Linked DNA regions of Mus musculus: all the other regions are linked to region 1. Evidence: chromatin contacts called from public Hi-C and HiChIP or PLAC-seq data. All regions are on one chromosome and are shown on one strand. The core of a region is the stretch at or near the end of the contact, and the rest is flanking DNA. Distances in the headings are between cores, read along the strand shown. Region 1 has its middle 17 kb from the start of Gm39928. Region 2 overlaps Gm14009 (a long non-coding RNA gene). Region 3 has its middle 41 kb from the start of Gm14009.

Evidence for each region. Hi-C and Micro-C count contacts between places; a contact is called where the count stands out from the background. HiChIP or PLAC-seq counts read pairs in DNA pulled down with a chosen protein or histone mark.
Region 2: a contact with region 1 is called in a Hi-C map of liver, with 3 times the contacts expected there. The contact joins two enhancer-like sites. A contact is called at or near these places in 5 of 484 Hi-C or Micro-C datasets (bone marrow-derived macrophages, cardiomyocytes, liver and 1 more) and 2 of 115 datasets of contacts at active chromatin or transcription factors (bone marrow-derived macrophages and pancreatic cancer cells).
Region 3: a contact with region 1 is called in a FOXA1 HiChIP or PLAC-seq map of pancreatic cancer cells. The contact joins two enhancer-like sites. A contact is called at or near these places in 1 of 15 datasets of contacts at CTCF or cohesin (pro-B cells), 6 of 484 Hi-C or Micro-C datasets (the C2C12 cell line, CD8 T cells, bone marrow-derived macrophages and 2 more), 5 of 115 datasets of contacts at active chromatin or transcription factors (the 230-238 cell line, bone marrow-derived dendritic cells, embryonic stem cells and 1 more) and 1 of 9 other capture datasets (embryonic stem cells).

Annotation. Positions count from the first base shown.
Region 1 is chr2:128,564,445-128,568,211 of GRCm38.p6, reverse strand. No RefSeq gene overlaps it. Among named protein-coding and RNA genes, the nearest start is that of Gm39928, 17 kb to the right of the region's middle. Within about 2 kb of position 1,636, at least 47 of the 459 cell types and tissues checked have an H3K27ac peak or open chromatin away from gene starts, as enhancers often do. A contact at or near this core is called in liver and pancreatic cancer cells, where this site is marked.
Region 2 is chr2:128,178,201-128,181,967 of GRCm38.p6, reverse strand. All of the region lies in intron 1 of Gm14009 (a long non-coding RNA gene), which reads right to left. Among named protein-coding and RNA genes, the nearest start is that of Gm14009, 10 kb to the right of the region's middle. Within about 2 kb of position 1,882, at least 107 of the 459 cell types and tissues checked have an H3K27ac peak or open chromatin away from gene starts, as enhancers often do. A contact at or near this core is called in liver and pancreatic cancer cells, where this site is marked.
Region 3 is chr2:128,208,487-128,212,253 of GRCm38.p6, reverse strand. No RefSeq gene overlaps it. Among named protein-coding and RNA genes, the nearest start is that of Gm14009, 41 kb to the right of the region's middle. Within about 2 kb of position 1,928, at least 76 of the 459 cell types and tissues checked have an H3K27ac peak or open chromatin away from gene starts, as enhancers often do. A contact at or near this core is called in pancreatic cancer cells, where this site is marked.

The DNA of each region.
Region 1 (3,767 bases), core at 387-2,886:
AAGGAGGTGGTTTACTCATCCCCGGGCAAGGTCAAGGGTAAAGTTCAGGTGAGGTTTACTCTGTCTAAGCCTGGATGTCGAGTGTTTTCATGTTTTTCATTCAGAGAAATGACTAGACACAAGAAAAACGGCCTATTGTAAGCTTCTAGCTCACACCTCACCTTTAAAAAAATCTGAGCATTCTGTCTTGGAGAACACGCTGAGAATCCCTGACACCCATTCAGCCGGCAGCACAGAACCCCAAACGTCAGGTGCTGGGTCTCCCTTGGGGTCGTGTGTGTGTGTGTGTGTGTGTGTGTGTGTGTGTGTGTGTGTGTGTGCCCGTGTGCAAGGCCAGCTATGAGGTATCACATATCTCTCTCCACATTTCTTTTTGAGGCAGGGTCTCCCATTGACCCTGGAACACATCAGTTTGGCTGAGAGTGGCCAACTAATTAGCTTTAGAGTTCCATCTGTCTGTCCGCTATTCCAGATATGGCATTGCAGATGTGTCTGCACCTGGCTTTTACATATACACAAGGGAAACAAACTCAGCCCCCGCCCCCATACATGCACAGCAGGTGCTGGGTCTCCCTTGGGGTCGTGTGTGTGTGTGTGTGTGTGTGTGTGTGTGTGTGTGTGTGTGTGCTAGCAACTGAGTCATCTCTTCAGCTCCTCCCTTGGGGTCAGCTCCTCGTTACCTTCCATTGCTCTTAGCAACCAACTGGGAACAAGGTCCTGGATAACTGACAATGAAGCTCAGCCTCTGTTAAACTTCAGTTTCGGACAACACTTTCAGAGACGGCAGTGTACAGTATGACCTAGTTTGTCCCACATCCCGCAGTCCCGGAGTTAATTCCAGAGTGTGAAACAGCATGCAGTACAAACCCAGGTTGCCCAATAAAGGACATGTCGGGAAACAGCATTATTTTTCTGATTTAAAGTAAGTAGGTCTGGAGGGCTCTGGGAAACAGTGGGATTTAGTTATAAAACGGCTATAATTGTGGGAGAGGCTTTGTATTTCAGTTTTGAAACACAATGAACAGTATATGCCACTTTGACGTGATTTACAGTTAGAGGAGGACTCTTTCTTCTAAGGATCGCTTCTCAATGCTCACGGGTGCCGTGAGACAGGGCCTTGGGTGAGCCTCACCTTCCCTTCAAATGACTCCTGCCACATGGAGCAGGAGGGTTTTTTAACAGAAGAGCATAGAGCCATGTTGTCCTCTTGTGAGAAACAGCAGGGACCGTTGGATACCCACAGGCCCCCTGCTGGCCACCCTGCTGGCAGACTTGCCTGGAGCTTCCTGCAGACATAAGGCTATCTGGGAACCTTGGCCACCCAGAGCACCCAGATGGGTGGCCCTCCTTTTTACCCCCACAACTCTCTTCAGCAGTGTCAACACTGTCAACTAGAAAGCCACTGTGTCCTGGATGGTGGACCAAACAGGAGGGAAACCAGGGTCGCTTTCTTGGCTATGCCTTGGATGGCTCTGTAAAGGCCAGACTCCAGATTTAAGACTCGCTGTAACCACGTGCTTTCAGAAGCCCCACCCCCACCCCCAGGCCTGGTCTAGCTCAGCTAAGCCCTTGTCCTAGGTCCCCAGGCTGTCACCTACTCCTCAGTTCACTCTGCAGCCATGACCCAGGTGGCTAAGCATGAGGTTACAGACTGGCTGGCCTTGACAAAGTTAAACTTTCTCTTTAAGCTAAGTGCGAAGGCCCAGGTGAGGCTGACTGGTAAAACATACGCAAGTGCCAGGCTGTGCCTGCGTGTTGGTTAGACTTTGTTCTCAGTTACTAAGTGAGTATTGTTTAATTTAGCAGTTTAATATTATGCTTTGTCAATTTGAAAGAACTGTCCTCCTTTTCAGGAAATAAAAAAAATAGTTTATTCTGAGCCAAAAGACTGACCAGTTTACAATGGTGAGACTGTTAGGTAGATGAGCTACAGCGGAGCAGGGGGTTGGGCAAGAATCTCTTCTAAAAGTCTCCGACATAGTCTTAGAGCGTTCTTAGCCTTCGGGCTGGGGGAGGGCAGAGTCCTGCTAAGCTCAGTGATACATTCTGAGGAGTCACCTGTTAGTCATGAGCATGTTAGGTCAGATCCAAAGTTAATTGGCCTAAGATAGCCCAGGGTAATACCAGCTCATAAGCTCCGTTTCACTTTTCCTGCTGTTCCTGCCAGCCAAGGTCAAGCTGTCTGCAGGACATATATACAGTGATGCTTGAGCCGGTGCCAAAGGCACTTTGTTACTAAACTCCGCCCCCAGCCTTAAGAATTCTTGCTCTAGACGCAGCTCCTCCCAGGAGTTTCAGCTCTGGTTTTGTTATGTAGCTCATCTTTATAGAGGCGTGGAGTTGAGTTGTTTGCTAATCTGTGCTTTGGTTACTAGCTTTTTTTGGACATGAAGTTATAACTTGCTAGAAGCTACCCAAGTTGTTAGCAAGGAGCCTAGGGCACGCTCAGAAAGAGGCCCTGCAAGCTGGCAATAAGGGAAATGTACAATTGCAGGAAGCTGTTGGAGCCATGCGTCGAGCATTGCCCAGGGGCTCCACGCAGGAACTCTTTAAACCTCCAAGTACAGAATCATCGTTGCATATGCTGTGTGCTGGTAATTACGACGCGGATCTGCCTGAAGTTGGGCACAATTTTTGTCAAGTTAAAAAGTGCACAGCGTTTACTACTACTTTACTACTTTGAATCCGTTAAATTTGTTTTTGACAATTTCTTGCAAGTTTGCAGTGCATACTGGCACTCTCCCCGCTACCCTCCACCACATCTGTCTATTTCCCCCAACATCAAATCTCTTTCTCACGTCTTGTGGATTCCTTTTGTTTTGTGACTCGCTCAGAACAACCAAGGCCTTCTGTGTGACCTTGACTTTGGAGCTATATTTTGGAGCCTGGTGGGCTGAGCAAAGGATACATAACTAAAGACAACGATTCCTCCTCTTCCACAGTCTATCAGTAGCCAATAGTTCACATAAAGGGGAGGGCCCAGGGAGCCCAATTCTCTGCTACGATTGATAGGGCAAGGGAAATAATTTCTTTCTGGTTGAAAAGATTCCCCAACCCTCATGGGTTTACTCTGGCATGGAACATGAACTAGGTTTTGTATGCATCGTAGCAAACTTAACTAGTCCTTCTCCCAGATGAACTGCAAACACTCCCAGAATCCTCCTGGCATTCTTTCATTTGTTAACTGTGCTTAGCACAGGTACAGGAGTCAGAGAGCCAAATCTTTCATGTTCTAAAAATGATGCTTTGACAGAAGAGGTTAAAAAATCCCCCCAACTTTTTAGAAGATTGTTAGATGATATAGACTATAGGCCAAAGACACAATGTGCATGCCTTGATTTTTAAGTTGCATCTCTCATGGAAGATTGTCCCAGTGGCGGGCATGGGGGTGGGGTGACAGTCATCTTGTCACTGCAGCTTTGGCTAGCTACTCTTGCCCTGTTCATTCGCCTCATGCATTCTCTTCATAAATTATTGAGAGACCTTACAAATGGACCCAGGAACAAGTAAGTTCTGACCCACTCTCTGTCCATATGTGCTCTGCTGAGGTTCACTCCCCACCTGCTTCTCTGTTCACCCTTTCTTCTCTGATTGCCCCTCAAGCCATTTCAGTTCTGCCCAGCCCAGGCTTTGCAAAGTGACCTGTCCCTACCACCCCAGGGCAATGCTGATCTGAAAATGTAGAAGGAAAAATCCCAGATAGTAGCAGTTCTTAAGTCTCTGATATCTTTAAACAGTTACAAATTTTAATTTTATTTATGTGTATA
Region 2 (3,767 bases), core at 633-3,132, 390 kb after region 1:
AGGTTCAGAGGTTCAGTCCATTATCATCAAGGCAGGAGGATGGCAGTATCTAGGCAGGCATGGAGCTGGAGGAGCTGAGAGTTCTACATCTTGTTCCAAGGGCAAATACTCCTCAGGCAGCTAGGATGAGGGTCTTTTTTTTTTTTTTTAAAGATTTATTTATTTACTATATGTAAGTATACTGTTGCTATCTTCAGACACACCAGAAGAGGGCATCAGATGTCATTACAGATTGTTGTGAGCCACCATGTAGTTGCTGGGATTTGAACTCAGGACCTTTGGAAGAGCAGTCAGTGCTCTTAACCACTGAGCCATCTCTCCAGGACCTAGGATGAGGGTCTTAAAGCCCACACCCACAGTGACACAGCTATTCAACATGGCCACACCTACCCCAACAAGCCACACCTCCTAAAAGCGCTACTCCCTGGGCCAAGCATACACAAACCACCACACCATTCTACCATGCATGCACTTTTTAAAACACTGTGTTGTGCAAAATCAATATATACATATATAATTCAGAATTGCCAATTAAAAATAAATTAATTTTAAGATCAAGTCACATGTCTCTGTGTCCTCGATTATCTTTTAGTTCTTCACAGTGAAAGCATGGGTACATTGTATTAAAATATCACCTGGGCTCTGGGTGTGGCCATGTAACACTGCACTCCAAAGGCAGAGGCAGGTGCTTGGTTCTTTGTGAGCCCCAGGCCAGTCAGGTCTACATTTTGAGATTCTGCCTCAACAAACCAAACCACACCACAAACAAAGAGAAAAGGCAGTGTTCCTGGCCCATACCTTTAATCCCAGTATTCCTAAGGCAGAGGCAGGTGAATCTCTGAGTTCTGAATCTACACAGTGATTTGTAAGACAGTCAGGGCTACGCAGAGAAACCCCATCTCAAAATAAAACCAACAACAAAAAGATTCTATTTATCCAGGGAGTGGTGGCACACTCTTTTAATCCCAGTACTGGGGAGGCAGAGGCAGGCAGATGTCTGGGAGTTCAAGGCCAGCCTAGACAGCTCTGTCTCTCAGGGAGGCTGGCAATAATAAGGCAAAGCAAAACCCCTAAAACAACAACAACAACAACAACAACAAAACAAAAGACCTGAAGTAAAGAAAAAAACTACCCTCAAAAGTGGAAAAAATCATATTACTACCTATAAGCCTACATTTTTTACATCGTATGTATCAATTTTAAAAATTAAGATAAAATGACTAGAAAAAAATTGTTACTAGCAAGTTAAAAATAAATGGTTTCTATCTTCCTACAAAAAGGAACAATAATTCCTACCGTTGAGACAGAGTATCACTATATATCCCAGCCCAGCCCAGAACTCAGGAGCCTCTGCCTCAGTTCCCTATGATTAATGAAAATTTTAAAAAGAAACCACAATGCAAATAATAAAGTTCTTAGTTGCGTGCCTGTCGTGTGGTATCAGTGTAATTCACTGTGGCCACCGTCCCTTCTGTCAGTGAGTGAGCCTGAAAATGGATGTGCTGTGGGCGAGCTCTTCCATAGCTCCAGAACCCCACAAAGGAGACCAGGAGAAGCTGGAAGAAACCCAGCCAGGGGAACCTGGGTATTGGCGGGAAACTCCATGAAGCTCATCACCCCAGAACCCTGGCTCTCCTGAGGGTGGAGTCCATGCCTCTCCCTCTGGGTCAGGCTTCTGGGCAGTCAGCCAGCCACACTGCCACTTGATGGTTTGTTTGTTTGCTTCTAAAGACATAAAATCCAAGCTTATCAAACAAAGTCACACTTGGCCCTGCCATCTTGAGAGGTAAATTCCACCATTATCTATGCACTTCAACCCCTGCACAGAACACTTGGTTCCCAGGCGAGCTGGCGGCTGGCTGCAGGGCCGACCTTCACCGACTCACCCTTTCAGCCCCCTTTCAGTCCAGGAGCCAGCCAGTCACGAGGCAGGCGTGCCAGTCACACAGACTAGGGAAATGCCCGAAGGTCCAGCCCACAAGCTGGGAGGTTTAAAAAAACCTCTTTGAACTTCAGTTTCCTCGTTTCTATAAAAGTGGCTTGAGGACAATAGTCTCCTTACCAGCTGGTTTGTGATGAGGAGTCATGAAAAGGTGATTAAACATTGACCCCAGTGCTGGCCTTTGGGGAGGACTCAACACAGAACAGCTGTGGCCTCACCAGTTCCTTAGAAACCTCTCGCTGGGTGGAAGGACGAGGTGAGGCTGGGAGAGGTTTGTACACCCAAAGGGAAAAACATAGAGCTTGTGGCTAAAAAGCGCGGGGCAAAATGAGGTCAGCTAGTGGAAACGTCATCCAAAACTTTGCCAGAGCTCTCTTGAGCCAAAGTCCTCAAAATCACCTACTCCTACTGTGTGTGTTAGAATCCACTGAAACGGAAAGGGGCATCCTGGCCCGGAAGTGGGGTTCCCGTTCATACTGCATCTTTGCACAAATTACAAGCTAGGCATGGGAGGGGCAAGCCAGTGAGCTCGCTTTGAGAGCACTGGATAATACTCTTGCTTGCTGCTCCTGCCTCTCCTCGCCCTGCAAAAAGCCCACAGACCCATAGAACAGGAGGGAAAGAGACACGTCGCGTTTTTGAGACGATGGGCACTGGTAAGAGCTGACTCACAGCTGTCCTTGTTTCTCACTCCCGTGGTGCCTGGCAATACTCCAGATGGTGGAGGCACCACAGCCTGTGTCCTCAAATAGAGACCATGGGAAAAACCATGGTGGGTGAATAGTACAGGGCTCTGTTCCCCTCCCAGTTCACATGCGCCAGTCACCGTGAGCCTTGGGGCAGTATTCTTACCACAGTCAACCTGATTCACCCTCAGATGAGTGTGGACAACGGTGGGAACAGGAGGAAAACAAAGCCCAGAGACACCAGTGGGAGAGACCGTGTCAGGGAGAGCAAGGTAAGGCCTCTTGGAAGAAGATGAACCTGTCCAAGAGGCTGGGTGGAGTTGGGGATGGCAGAGCAGGGGGTGATGAGGTTAGTGTAGGATGCAGCTATTCAAAGAAAGTGCCTATAGGGGTCCTGGAAGATCCCAGTTCCGTCCACAGGCCAGACACGTGAGGGAAACAAGATGAACTCAAAATCAGCGCCAGCCTTCATGACCAGAGTTGAGTTGAGTTTCATAAGCTCTGCTGAGGTCAGAAATCAGCAGAAACGGGACAGGCTCTCAGCTGTCTAGTCCCAAGTCTCTTCCTCCAGGAAGACTTCCCGGACCTTCCTCAGTCTCAGATAGCCTCACAATAACTCTGCTACTGTGTTTGATCTTCTGCAGGATGCTGTGTGAGCTGCATGTGAGTTTTGTGAGTTATGAGTCACAGGTGGCTCCAACCCTGCTTTCTGTCCTTCAGTCTCCCATTCAGCACCCAACAGAAGATGCTAGGCACCACTCTGCATCCTCAAGGGATATCGTATGAAGCAAGAGGCAGGTTTTCTTGGGTCCACAGCAACATCAAAAAAGAGCAAAACGGACATGCAAATAAATCTATTTTAGCATTTGAGACAGACGTCCAACTGAGGAACATGATCAGAAGATGCCAGCCAGTATAAACATATTTTGAAAATATGTATTTCATTTCTTATATATGTACATTTGTTCTCGTCGAAAATAAAGATCAAATCAAATTTCAGAGAGATTTAAAACACAAAGAAGAGTCAATTTAAAATTGTACTGCTAGAAATAAACAGCATGGGTTTGAGATGAAGACTCTAAAGGGGGCTCACTTTAGATAAGGCTGGTTAGTGATGACTGCCTTGGATAGATAGCATT
Region 3 (3,767 bases), core at 679-3,178, 360 kb after region 1:
GACTGCTATGGAACTCAAACATAGAGTTTAGCAGAATGCTGGGTTGGTACCTGATGTCAAGACATCCGCCATACCCACAGGGTGTTCTATCCCCGGCTAGTCATACAGGAGGAAGCTCAGGCACCGAGATAGGAGGCTGCCTTGAGGCTTCACCCTTCCAGGTGCTGCATTAGCATTTTAATAGGGGCTTTCTGAGCTGCATCCCCAGGGGTCACAGTGCCCCAGGCTGCAGCAAAGCAGGTGCTTCCAGCCGGGAGATCCCCAGCTAGTATCCCTGCAGAGAGGCTTCCTGCTGCCTCTGGGTAGAAGCGGGTGTGGGAAGGAGGAGGGCGGCCTCCTAGGAATGGGAGGGAGATAGACGGGCGCTGGGGAAACGGAAACAGGTTAATTCGTTCTCCTTCCTGGATGAATAACCATATCTGCCCAGAAACGGAGTAGGTTCCTGGGGTGTACTGTGTTAATTGCCAGCCAGGCAGGGATGAGGAGGGACAGGACAAGGGATGGGGATACTAGGTGATGGAGAGTGGTTTCGAGCCTCACCTTCCTTTGTGAGAAGAATGTGATGGGACAGTTATGGCCTCAGGGACAGAATGGTGCCGAGCAGGCTTTTCTCCCTGTTCAAACCCCAAAGCCACACCTGAAACCCAGCATTGTGCTACCTCACATGCCTTGGGGCCCTTGGGATTCTCTTCCTGGCCTCCTTGCTTATCTCTAAGCAGACCAGTTCCTGGACTGTGAGGAGCGCTCATTATCTCCCCGTTGCCAAGGGCACTCTCCCTCCTTCGCCTGCTTCTAGACATTCTGCCTCCCAACACTTCCCGTGGTTAGTGCTTGCTTCCTGGCCGTGGAATCCCAGTCTTACCGCCGTATGCCCACGGCCCCTGTTTACGCTAGTGCAGCTCAGGCTATAGAAATGGCGCTGGAGAGAATCCCTTTCCAAGCCCCCGCCCCCACCCTCCCCAGTGCACTCCTCCTTAGCCCCAGCACCTTCCCAGCTCCAGAGGGCACTTCCTCTTCGTTTTTCCTCTGTCCTCAGATGACCTCACCCTTCCCAGCGAAAGGTGCTCTCTGCAGCCTCCAGCGCTGTACAGGCCTCCACATAATCTGCATAACTGGCCTCCTCTGATTTCCTGCAAAATCTAGATTCTAGGTCACTTCTGTTTCCTAAGCCTCCCCAGTGTGCAGTCAGTCCCTCTCAGAAAAGGTGTGATTCTCAGAAAAGTTTCCTAAAGCCATGTTTGGAAGTGACTGTGTTTTAAAAACAAAAGCAACCCGGGACACTAAAAATTACTTTTCTGAAGCCAAATCCTGCAGGCTAGCAAATCCCAACTTCTCTGCCCTGCCTGTTTTCAAGATGCACAATAACACGATCCTAGCAAATTTCTGTTCAGGAGTCTTTCTTTTCTCTGACGAGGCCTTAGTATTTATCTAGTAGAAATATTTCATTTGGGGATTCTCTACCCTGTAACTTTTTTAAAAAATCAGTTATTTGGCATGTGGTTCCCATTTCTAGAGCGGACTTCTCTTCCATTGTCATATATAAAGGTTCTGACAATTCACGAGGCTTTTCCAACTTTAACCTCTGCTTTGCAGAAAAGATAGCTTTGTCCAGCGAGGGCCATCTAACACCCGTCTGTATCCGCTCTGTGTTTCCCTGAGAGGTTTGGCAGGCAGCCAACTCAACGTTTTTTTTTTCCTGCAGTGTTAATTTTCACATATTTATGACAATTTCCCCAATGACAAAAATCCCAAAGTGGGAGCAGTTGTCCAATTTAGAGCCCTGTCTTTCAAATTACAATTGACAGAAAATGCAGTTGAGGAAAACCCAGCCACTAGTGCACACGTGCAAGCGCACGCACATGGGCACACACACACACACATAATTTCATGAGCTCAGGAAGTCCATCACTCTCTAAATAAAGAAACACTCAAAAGATTGACATGGGCTGAAAGATCAATAGCTGGGTGACTAGTGAGAATATGCCTAAGACAGTGAAATGAAACTGATTGTAAGGTAGAAAACCACGCAGGGGGAATCTGAAGGCTTGTGGGAACCAGCGGGCAAACATGATGATCATTGTTAAAGTAATTAACCCAAACAACTTTTGGGTAAATTCCAGGGAGTCCTCACCAGGGAAACTGATCCTTCAACAAGTTGGTTTCCAGTAAATTCTTTTCAAGCTGAGTGGCTTCAGGGGAATGAATGATGATTCATTAGTTGGCAGACTCACCCATTTCTTTAACTTTTCCTTGTTTCCTGGGTCTTTCCCTATGGAGCAACAGGTACTAGGGTTGCTAAGTCCACACCTTCCTCCTATAGTCAGATGGGCTGGCCCTCATCACATTCAAGTGGAAATGGAGACTCAGTCTCCCCCTGCTTACCTGCTCTCTTTCCTATTGTAACTCTGTGGCTATTGGACCCAGACTCTCGTCCTTAATTAAAGATGCCTTGTCCTGGACTCTGGACCTCTCAACTATGCTATGATGTCTCCTAGATGTCCAGAGTTCAGCATGTTCATTACTGAACTCTCTTTTGTGCCCTAAACGTGTACCCACTGTCAAAGCCACAGAACCATTTTAAATCCTCTTTTCCCCACGATCACCAAATGCAAGCTAAGGAGCAGCTCCTCTCTGCTGCCACAAGCTGCTCCATCCTCCTACCTGGTAGCTCCTGCTACCATGTAGCCATGTGGTCCACAGCTTTTCAGATTTGGTGCTTCTTTTGGGTAAGACCACCACCCTCGGCCTACCTGTTTTTAAGCTATTCGAAACACAGCTTCTAGGCAGGAAGTTCTGTGCTTTCTTCCCCAGGAGTTTTGTGCTCAGCTAGCAGGATCCTCATGGTACTATGGCCACAGACTGGTTATCTGAGAGCTCCTGGAAGACAGGCCAAATCTAACCTGGCTCCATTGGCCCCAAGTCTAGTACACCGTGAGCATTTATTTGTCAGGAGACCCTGAGCTCATGGCATCCTAGGGTTGATCTTGACAGTGGGAAGTGGATCTACAAAGCCCCATGGGAAAACACCCAGGGGAGATGCAATGTGACCAGACCACTTTGGAAGGCTAAGGAAAACCATACAGCAGCTCCACTTAGCTAGATTCACTCCCATTCCTTTGCCTCCTCATGACTATATTCTAGAGTGCAACCTCCCTAGCCTGCTGTGTTTGAACAGAATGAAGGTGACACACATATGGGCAGATTGTGTGTACAAATTGAGTTCTGCTCTGCCTCAGGCTGGAGGCTCATTCTGGGTGCTGGGTTCTCTCCTCCTGCCTCATCACACTTAAATCATAGAAACGCTAGCCCTGGCTTAGCTAACCTTTGCAGCACTGAGAAGCCAGGCATGTGACTCGGTGGTAGTTAGAAAGGTCACATGGTTAAGAGCCTTCTTGGGTCAAGCCTGCAGGCTGTGAGGAGCCTCAATGCTGAGCCACTCCTTCAACAGCAGTGATCTGTGTCCAATGACATGGTCCTGGCTGGTCAGACTCCTTTCCAGCCCATTGTCTACTGGGTACTCCAGGTATAGGTGATGTCACCAAGAGGGCAGCCAAGCAGGAGGTGGCATCTGGTGCCCAAGTCCAGCCCAACAGGCCAACTCTTGTTGGCAAGAGAGATACATGGCTAATTGACCATAACAGGACCAAGCCCTTGCCAAGTTCTCTCTGAGAAAGGAGAAAACTATTTGAAAATAAAATTAAGCAGCTTCTGTAAAGCCCAGCATGCCCAGCATAAATGCTTAGTGAGGATGAACTGGCAACCGTCTA